2 separate regions of the Sus scrofa genome follow, and region 2 is linked to region 1. Evidence: chromatin contacts called from public Hi-C data. All regions are on one chromosome and are shown on one strand. Each heading gives the region's core, a stretch centred on a gene start, on an enhancer-like site or on the middle of the called end of the contact. The rest is flanking DNA. Distances are from core to core; before and after follow the strand shown. Region 1 holds the start of FKBP7 (peptidyl-prolyl cis-trans isomerase FKBP7). Region 2 holds the start of SESTD1 (SEC14 domain and spectrin repeat-containing protein 1).

Evidence for each region. A called contact is a pair of places that touch in the nucleus more often than the background predicts.
Region 2: a Hi-C map of subcutaneous adipose tissue shows a contact between it and region 1, with 1.7 times the contacts expected there. The contact joins the promoter of SESTD1 here to the promoter of FKBP7 in region 1. A contact is called at or near these places in 1 of 47 Hi-C or Micro-C datasets (subcutaneous adipose tissue) and 1 of 2 datasets of contacts at active chromatin or transcription factors (alveolar macrophages).

Annotation. Positions count from the first base shown.
Region 1 is chr15:84,180,584-84,185,512 of Sscrofa11.1, reverse strand. It overlaps FKBP7 (peptidyl-prolyl cis-trans isomerase FKBP7), which reads left to right and starts at 2,643. Exons shown (of 4, transcript XM_005657565.3): 1 at 2,643-2,966; 2 at 3,935-4,086. The coding sequence starts at 2,758. It overlaps PLEKHA3 (pleckstrin homology domain containing A3), which reads right to left and starts at 506. Exons shown (of 9, transcript NM_001243464.1): 1 at 448-506. The coding sequence starts at 487.
Region 2 is chr15:84,890,676-84,895,604 of Sscrofa11.1, reverse strand. It overlaps SESTD1 (SEC14 domain and spectrin repeat-containing protein 1), which reads left to right and starts at 3,025. Exons shown (of 18, transcript XM_021075320.1): 1 at 3,025-3,291.

The sequences.
Region 1 (4,929 bases), core at 1,394-3,893:
TAAGGGAAATTAAAAGAAAGGGTGGAGAGATTTTAATTAAATCTTGATCTTAAAGGGTCCATTCCAGTCCTATACCCCAACAACTCAGTTATTAACAAAATCCTGAATTAAGTGTCAAGACAGAGATTGCAACAACACACGTAGAGTGACTAGCGATTGTTCCGGAAGCTACAGAAGAGAACAGAAGTATTAATACAACGGCAAAGTGGTCAAGTATACGTCCCACCCTCCGGATGGTGCGCAGTCTCGAACTGTCCCCTGCAGAGGCCAGAAAAGCGCTTCCAATGGGGCAGAGGGAGAGATTAAACAGGGGAACCAAACAGAGCCGATTCGCTGTGCGGGTCCCCCCAGCCAGGGGGAGGAGGACCTCCGACCCTTCTCCGCAGCCTCCCCCCAAGGCCACCCAAGCCCTCTCCCCGGCGACCCCGGGCACCCGAGCCCTCATACCTGTGAGATAGTTGGTCCACTTGTACAGAACCCCCTCCATGCTTCAGAGCCCGGCGCCGCGCATCCTTCTGGCCCGGCGCCGGCCGCAGCGATGGGAGAAGCGCGGAGCCTGGGCAGCCCCTCCCGGCACGCCGCGGCCCCTCCCCAGGCGCCTCCAGCCGGCACCGAGCCGCCCTCAGTCCGCGCTCGCCGCCGGGACGTGGCGGCCCTCACAGGCCCGGACGGCGGCCGCCGCGTGGAGCTTGGGGGCCGCGAGGCGCGGGCTCAGACATCCCCCGGCGAGCCCCGGCAGCGGCGGCGGCAAAGTCGCGACCGCGGCCGGCCTCCGGTTCGCCCTTCCGCAGTCCAGCTGCTCCCTCCCGCGCCCCAGCGTTCCCTCCTCCTCGCCGGCCTTTCTTTTCCCCCCAGGGCTCTCCGTTTGTTTTCATTGACCCCGACGTCGTTTTCACTTCCTGGATGAAAGGGGCCGGCTCGTCCCGGGAAACCCCTCCCCGGCGGCGGGGCTGGAGGAGCGGGCGCGGCCTGCTGCCCTGCCGCTGAGCCGGAGGCTGCGCCAGGAGGGCGGGCCGAGGCCTGGACTCCTCCTCACCCTCCGTCAGGCCCGCGGATGGCTGTCCCTGGGCTCCCTCCCGGACCGTCGGCCCTCCGGGGCCTAAACCTCCCAGGCCCAAACCGACGGACTCGAACCCCGCTGCGCGCGCGCAGCCTACCCGAAGACGAGCCCCGGGCGCACACGTCCCGCGGGCGTTACTTAGGCCTCTCAGGTTTTCCTATAACTGACCCTTAGGTCCTCCCAGAGGTTGTTTTTTTCAAACTACTACTTATAATAATAATAAAAGACTTCCTATTTATGTTTCCTTCATATTCTCCTCACATTCGGGGGGGGGGGTCTGAGAAATTATTTCCTAGGCAGGTGGTGTGCCCCTGAGATTCCCCCGGCAAGGAACCGCGAGGGGCCCCAAGGAATTACCACACCGACAATGAATATTAGGTAGCCATAACTTCATTTAAATATAAAACATGGAAGAAAACTTTGGAGTTTATTTTACTCAAAAAATAGGGGCTTTCCTAGCCTTTATAATTTTTAAAATCCTGTTTGGAAAATGATCATCGTCTTATATAAATGACAATTTTCAAATCTATAGATATCGCAGGCTCAGTGCTGCGGCTTTTCTCAGCATCACCAAGGTGGATAACGCCTCCTCTTAAGCAACCTCCCCCAGATAACACCCAATCCAGGCCTTCGCTGAAGTTCTTCTGGTTTGGGTAAAAGCCTTTGGGTATTCACTTGAAAATAAAGTGAATTGGTAGACAGATGGATATGTAATAAATCGAATACTTTTAAACGTTAATGGTAGCATCCAAGTAGTCGAGGTGATGGCATAGTAAAGTTCATTTGTTCTACAGGAAAGTTTTTCATACTAAAATGTTGAAGGTGGGGATGTAAGGCTGGCTTTGTGTCGGACTTGGTCATATCCCTGCTGTGTATTAACTGTTAGGTTGAAACAGAATGCCCAACACTCAAATTACGTCGTGTTCTCGTCTGCGTGATTGTGGATAATTACCCATCTCGCAGAGTTTGTAAGAAAAGCCACCCTGTCAAGAGCTTTTCCCAGACTTCAGTAAGCGCTCAAGTCAAGGGCGACCCCAAGTGTTGAGGGAAGGAAACACAAACCTGCAACAGCTATGGAATTAAGGAGTCGGCTCTTGGAAACGCCTTTAACTGGGCGGGGAGCAAAAGCACTCATATTTACCAGCGTGAGGTATAGCCTGGAACCTCTTAAAAGCACGACTCTGACGTGGAGAAGGCGCTTCAAAAACACCCCAAAAGCAGAATGCCCCCCCCATGCCCACCAGTTCTCTAGGGATATAAGGAGAATCCTTTCACGCCTAGAAATGAAAGTCCTATTCTCCAGCTACAACATCCCACCCTAGTTTTTTTATTTTGTCTTTTGCCGGTTTCAAAAGGTTACGCGAGCGTTACTATGGACCCCTAAGGAAACTGGCTGTGAAATACACGGACTTAGGGAGGAAATAGCGGTGCAAGGGTGCAATGTTGCCTTAGCGACTGAGGACAGCCAACCAGAGGGTGGGGTACCACGGGGACAAGATCCCAAGCCAACCCACAAAAATTCTGCGGCTAGGCGTGCCTCTGGGAAAGGGGGCGGGGCCACGCTTCTACCGGGCCCCTGCCCTTTGTGACGTAGACAATGCCTGCCACGTGGCAATACCTGACTGCGGGGGCTGCCACTGCACGCGAGTGACACGCATCAGGGAACGCGGTGGCCGTCGGGGCCGACTCCAGCGATCATGCATTTTTTATTTAGATTAATCATTTTCTTTTACGTGTGGGGCATTTTTACTGCTCAGGGACAAAAGACAGAGGAGAGCACAGAGGAAGTGAAAATAGAAGTTTTGCATCGTCCAGAAAACTGCTCTAAGACAAGCAGAAAGGGAGACCTGCTAAATGCACATTACGACGGCTTCTTGGCTAAAGACGGCTCGAAATTCTACTGCAGGTAGGAGATGATCCGAACGGCTCCCGCGTCCAGTTGATGCATTAAATCTACCCTCCCTACACCAACCAGAAGCCTAATTTGTTGGTTGGTTTGTTCGTTCTTGTTTTTTAACGGTAAGAGTTGAACCTTTTATTTCTAGGGGGCGGGGGAATCAGATTTGATACAATCGTTCCCTAATAAATAGAATATTATCTTTTAATTGAAAAATGTTAGCCCAAGAAGTTATCAAAAATACGTTACATTCATACACACACACCCTGGACCACCACCACTAACTACTCTTGGAACCTACAGAAGTAAGTTATTGTAAGAATGTTCACACTTCTCTTGGCTGTGGGCTAGAGTCTCTTTACAGAAGATTTCGTAGGGTAGTTTTAAGAAACATTATCCGGGCTTCAGGAGCACAGTATTTACTGTCAAGCCACTTTCCACCTGTATAGAGAAGCCACTACAACAGCGACTTTCCTTGGTGACTTTCCCTATGCCCTTCCCATGCCTCTCATCCCACCACTACTCTGATTTAATCCATGTTTTATTACTCAGACGTAGGATGTCTTTTCTCCTTGTGCGCTACTACCCTATAAAAATAGGATTGGAGACTGTTCTTTCGATTTAGAAGAAAATAGCCCAGAATGGTAAAATATTTGGACAAGCCATGCAGCTAGATAGGGGTAGGAGACCCATTAAAAGGTTAACTGTTGAGTAGTTGTTGTAAAGATAACAATAAAAAAGAAAATGAGATGACTCCTAATGACTAACTTTGGGCAAATTATACCTCTACCTAGCTATTAGGAGGGACGTTTGAGCCAAACACCCCACCAGGGGGTTCAGAAGTAGTCTTAATATAGCGAAAGAGATGGCTAGAGAGGACTCCAGTATTAAATTGGAACTAAATGATCAGCTGTATTTTAAATTTTGATTTTATTTTTCTTGAAACCAACTTACCTAGGTGTTATTTTTAATTATAGTCGGACACAAAATGAAGGCCACCCCAAATGGTTTGTTCTTGGTGTTGGACAAGTTATAAAAGGCCTAGACATTGCCATGATGGATATGTGCCCTGGAGAGAAGCGAAAAGTGATTATACCCCCTTCCTTTGCATATGGAAAGGAAGGCTATGGTAAGGTGTTTTAATATGTATATCTCGGGACTTCCAGTCCTGGCTCAGCTGTAATGAACCCTACTAGTAACCATGAGGGCTTGGGTTGAATTCCTGGCCTTGATCAGTGGGTTAAGGATCTGACATTGCCTTGAGCTGTGGTGTAGGTCGCAGATATGGCTCAGATCCTGCGTTGCTGTGGCTGTGGCGTAGGCTGGCAGCTGTAGCTCCAATTCCACTCCTAGCCTGGGAACTTTCATATGCCCTGGGTGCGGTTTTAAAAAGAAAAAAAAAATGTATATCTCTAAGTTATATTTAAAAATAAATCATATACTTCTGGGTACACAGTCAAAAAAAATTGAAAGCAGAGTCTTAAAGTTATATCTGTATAATCACGTTCATAGCAGCACTATTCAAATAGCCAAAAACAGAAAATAACCCATGTCCATTGACAGATGAATAGATAAACAAATTGTGGCATTCAATGGAATATTATTCAGTGTTTAAAAAGAAGGAAATTCTGACATGCCACAGCACACTAAAACACACTACAACATGGGTAAATCTTGAGTACATAATGCTAAGTGAAATAAGCCAAACACAAAAAGCAAATACAGTACGACCCACTTATATGAGCTAACTAGAACAGTAAAATTCATAGAGCCAGGAAGAAAAGGGTGGTTGACAGAGTCTGGGGAGAGGGTAGAGTAGGGAATTATTATCTAATGCGTATAAAGATGAAGTACTTGTAAAGATTGGCTGCAGTGTGGATGTACTTAACACCACCCAACTATTCACTTAAAATGGTTACAATGGTAAATTTTATGTTACTTGTATTTTCCCATAATTAAAATTTTTTGAATT
Region 2 (4,929 bases), core at 1,776-4,275, 710 kb before region 1:
AAGCCTAAGCAAAGTTGTAGGGGAGAGATTAGAAATTTAGGAAATAGCTGCCTAAAGTGCTTTTGGGAGTCTTTTCCCCTCACTCCTGAATGTCTTTCAAATGTTACTTCACTTTGATTTCTATTTGGCAGGGGATTCTGGTACATAACCTCCAAAGTGATATTTAAGATGAATAAATGCAAAAATCCACACTCAATCTCCAAAAATAAATTGCATAAATACAGGTTGGAGGAGATATGGATTTACAGATGTGCATGTATTAAAGTCCTAAAAACGATTCAAGGGTTTTTTTTTGTTGTTTGTTTTTACTTGGCAAAAACATGATATTTATGAACAGTGTGGGTGGTAGAAAAATATGAATGTTCTATCAGGCTGAATTTTGAAACATCATCATAAGAATGCAGAAAACTGTACTTCTCTACTCCACTCATTATACCTGGAATACAGGACTCAGTTCTAGATGCCACATTTTAAGAGCACTTGAGTGTGTATGAAGGAAAAGAAAGGAGCATGTGAGTGGAGGTTGGTATGAGAAGACACATACTTGGTTGCTAATTTCACACGTTTAAAAGGCAATGTATAGAAGAGGAATTGAGCTGTTCTGTACTCAGTACATCTTAGTACCAGATTGAGATTCCCTGAGCACTTTAATACACAGTGTATTCATACTTATAATAATGATTTAAGGTGTTATTATTTTCCCCTTTTAGAGTTGTTTTGTGCTTGTCCAAGGTCACACAGCTAGATGGTGTAGAGCTAGGATCTGACAGCACCACTCTGGAGTTTAAACCCAGCGGCATTTTCTCCTAATATAACAGTTACCTACTAAATTTATAGGGAGACACATTTCAGTTCAGAGTAAGGACTAGCAGAACTGTTTAAAGATGAATTTCATTATCATGTAGTAAATGGTTTGCTATCACTCAGAGTTCAAGAATATGCTGGACAGCTACCTTGCAAGGATCTTGTTATCCCTTCAATTTACACATATATAAAGAAGGATATGTTTACCTTATTAACAAAATACTAAAAATGAAACCTAATCATAGAGACACAGGAACTCCAGAGGAGAGGCCTAGTGAATTTGATTGAGCTATGTTCATTCAGCAGTTACGGGAAAATACAGGACCCAAACTTTGTTCTCTGCATTCATAGTCTAATGTGTTTTCTGTTGCAACAGTTGGTCTTTATCTAATAACTGGGTAATACAGTGTGGAGCTAGAGGGGATGGAAAGAGGAAGGACAGGGATGTTTGGTGAATTACTATAATAGATGTTTTTGGCATGATCTTGCTTTATCAAAACAAAGAAAGAATGTGAGTGGTGGTAGGGGAGGGATTAAAATAATAAGCAGAGAATGCCATATGGTAAAGGAAGAACAGAATATTGTGGAAGGTTAAGTAAGGAAGGTGGGACGGTGGATCGTACTGTATTTCCCTCTTTTTGAGTAGATGCTCAACATCTACTTGTTGGAATGAATAATGGCATCAGTACTTGAACAGATATTTAAAGAGAACCTTAGTGCTGAGTAGTATGCTATGCCTGAGAGCCACAAATGAACTAGACAAAAATCTCTGTCTTTTAAAGGAACTAGACTGTATAGTAAGAATAGACCACCAAGCAAAGCAATGGGAAAAAAGAAGGTGCTAAGGATTACCACAGAGAATAGATCAAAGGTTTCATGAAAGCAGAAAGGAAAGAGTTATTCTGTGTATGTGTGTGGGGTGAGGATGTGGGTGTGTGAAAAGGAAAGGACATCAGGGAAGATTCCAAAGAGGAAATGATGCATTGTCTTTATTATCTTGAAGGATGGTAGGAGTTCACCTGGTTAAATAAGGGATGGAGTTCAGGTGGAGGAAAATATACAAAGGCACAGAGATGGAGCCGGTTTAATCTGTGTGTGATTTGTGGTGGGAGTTAAAGCTGGAGCTGAAGAGGTCTGGGGATCAGATAATAAATAGCCTTAGATACCATGGTAATTGCTTGAACCTGATTATTCAGGTGTTGAAAGCCTCTGAAGGATTTTAAAGAGGGAGGCTCTGGGTTTTCAAAGCATTCTCTGGCAGTCCTTTGGAAAAGAAGCAGGAGTGAAATTAGAAAGGCTAGACCTAAAGAGTGGTAAAGAAGCTGAAGTAGTGGAGAAAGACTATCAGTCACAGAATTAAGAGGAAATATCAATCCTTGGGATTTTCAATCAGAGAACTTTAGTTGAGAGAAACTTAGTTGCCTAGTTGTTGGAAAGGCAAGGTTTTTTTTTCAATGGAATTAGGTGATAGTGAAGTGAGTGGCACAGTGAGTAAAAAATAAGGCCTGGGATTGGGACCACATGGCTGCCCTGAGCTAGTGTGTATTAGCTGATGATTCTTTTGAACTGAATTCAGGAAATGACATAAAAACGATTTGCGCAATAAAATTGGAAGAACAAGGACTCTGAAGTTAGTACATCTGGTGCAAAATAACTAGAGTTGGTGAAGATGGGGAAGTAGACATTATCAGAAGGTCATTTGTGGATACATTTTGGATTGTCCAATAGAAAGATTTCCAAAGAAAAACAAGTGCCTGAAGCCAGCCCTCCTCTCTGCAACCCATTCCCCTCCAGCTGCCTTCATCCTTTGGCCACACCACATGCAGTGCTGGAGACCCATCTCCTGTCAAAGGAATTCTAACAAACCCAAGAAGACAATGTTAGAATTTTGAAAATCTTGGAGACCATATACTTGAACATACACATTTCGGTATGAGGACAGAGAAAACAAATGACTTGCAAGGCGTTCATTGGGGAGGAGGTTCTTCCTTAAGCCCAGGCTTTCTGACTCCAGGCCCAGTGCTCCTTCCGCTACCCCAGGCTGCCTGTGGGCTTGGGAGCTGGGAGCTCAGCGCGAAGGGAGGATCCCCCGGTCCGCCCGGGTGGGTCGGAAGCCCCTCCTCCCCCAGCCCCCAACCCCCAGCCCCCAGCCCCAGAGGGACTCCCCGCCCCTCCCCCTTCCCGCGCCGGGCGGGGTCGCTGCGCTGCCGCTACCCGAGCGCGCGCGTGGTAGCGCGGACGCGGGTCGGGACAAGGGTGCCGGGAGGTTGCCCGGCCGCCCGCGCCGCCGCCCCTTGACTGACGCACAGAGGGGCCGGGACACGATTTGCCGCGAGTGACTGGAGCTGCCGCCGCCACCACCGCCCGGTCCCGCTCCGCCCCCAGCCCGCCTTCCTCCCGCCTCGCCCTCCGCCTCCGCCCGCACCTCGCTCGCGTCCCCGCGTCCTCCCCACCGCCCCGGAGCCGCCGGCCGCCAGCGCCAGCCAGGTGAGTGTGGCCGCCGCGCGGCCCGGGGCGGCCCGGGCGGGAGGAGCGCGCAGGCCCTGTGGCCGAGAGGCGAGCGCGGGCGGGTGGAGGCGGCGGCGGCGGCGGCGGCGGGCCCGGCTTTCTTCCCCCGCGCGGGCCGAGCAACTGAGGGAGGGGCGCCCTCGCCCCGCCAACCCCGCTGCCCCCGGCGCAGTCCCAGCCGCCACCGCAGACAAAGCGCCTGATGTGGGAGCCCGCTGGCGGCCCCTGCCTCCGCGCCGCCTGCCGGGTGCGGCCGCGGCCCGCAGAGCCCCAGCGGCCCGCGTCTCCCCTCCCGGGCGCCCTTGTTCATTTTAGGGTGAAAGGGACCCGAATCGTGCAACAGGTACGGGCGTTAATGCTTATTTTCCGGCGGGTCTCGTCCACCTGGCGTGCGGGGACCAGATGTGGCGTCCAGCTCCGGGGCGAGTCCCCGCGTCCAGCGCCCGCGGCTGGCTCCTTTGTGTGGCCGCTGACCGGCCCTACCCGGCGGGTGGGGGACGCTGGCCCGAGGCCCCCGGGCTGCGCGGAGGCTCCTGGACGCCTCCCTCCGGCGTGGGGCTTGGCTTCCCCGTGGCCTGCGGGATATTAACATCCCTCCAGCCTTTGGAGGAGTCACAAAGGGAAGGGAGAGCCTGTTGGCAAGGATATCTGGCTGTGTGTTTATTTTTTATATGTGAGGTAGACTCATTTTGGAAGGGAATCGCAGTCTGGCCGGCTCTTGAGGGTTCCTGTGGCATTTCACCCTGGGATGCACGGTTTGTACTTGGCTGCTGCTGTGACTGCCCCCGTGGTCCTCTTGGTGCTTTGACATCTTTCTGTCTTAGACATCACCGGAGAAGTTGGAAGTGCTGTTGAGGGAGTAACTCGATAGCAGCTGTTTGACAGGTTGCTTCTTTCTTCACATTTTATCTGTGCCAACTGTACCCACCATGCAATGCAAACATAGGTTGGCAAACCCTCAAATTAAGATCACCACTCAAAAATACCCTCGTATTGGGAAATATTAACCCATATTGTTTTCTTTGGCTTGATGAACCTTATTTTCTCAGGTGTGAGTAACTTTTTTCTCCCCCAAAGGAAGAATACAAAATAAAGAACAATTTTATCTTTGTTTACATACCTTTGGTCACGCTGTTACCTAGCTGCTTTCATTGGTATGCTATTTTAGTATAACAATACTAAATGGAAGGAAAATATCTTCCTTTTGCTTTGAGCAATAAAATACTTATTTGTTCTAGAATCAGGAAGCTTTTATACATAATACTTTGTGTGGACTAAAGTTGATGACTCTCTCTACCCCATGACCAAATTCATGAAAAAAAAAAATCCCCAAAGGATTTAGAAAGCATTACACAACTCTATAGATTATTTTTATATCCCAAATACCAGGAAATCAATTTGTTGTATATTTATTCAAACAATCTAGACTAAATTAACCTTAAAAATTGGGCCTACTCTGTAAATTCCCAGCGTTAGGGAATGAATTGATTGCATTTACCAAACGTTTTAACCCCTGTGAATAATAATAGGAAGAAGCTGATGATGGACCTAGAAATTTGGCAGCATGAATGCAGAACATGGGAAGTGGTATATAGGGATTAATGGGCATATCTGAAA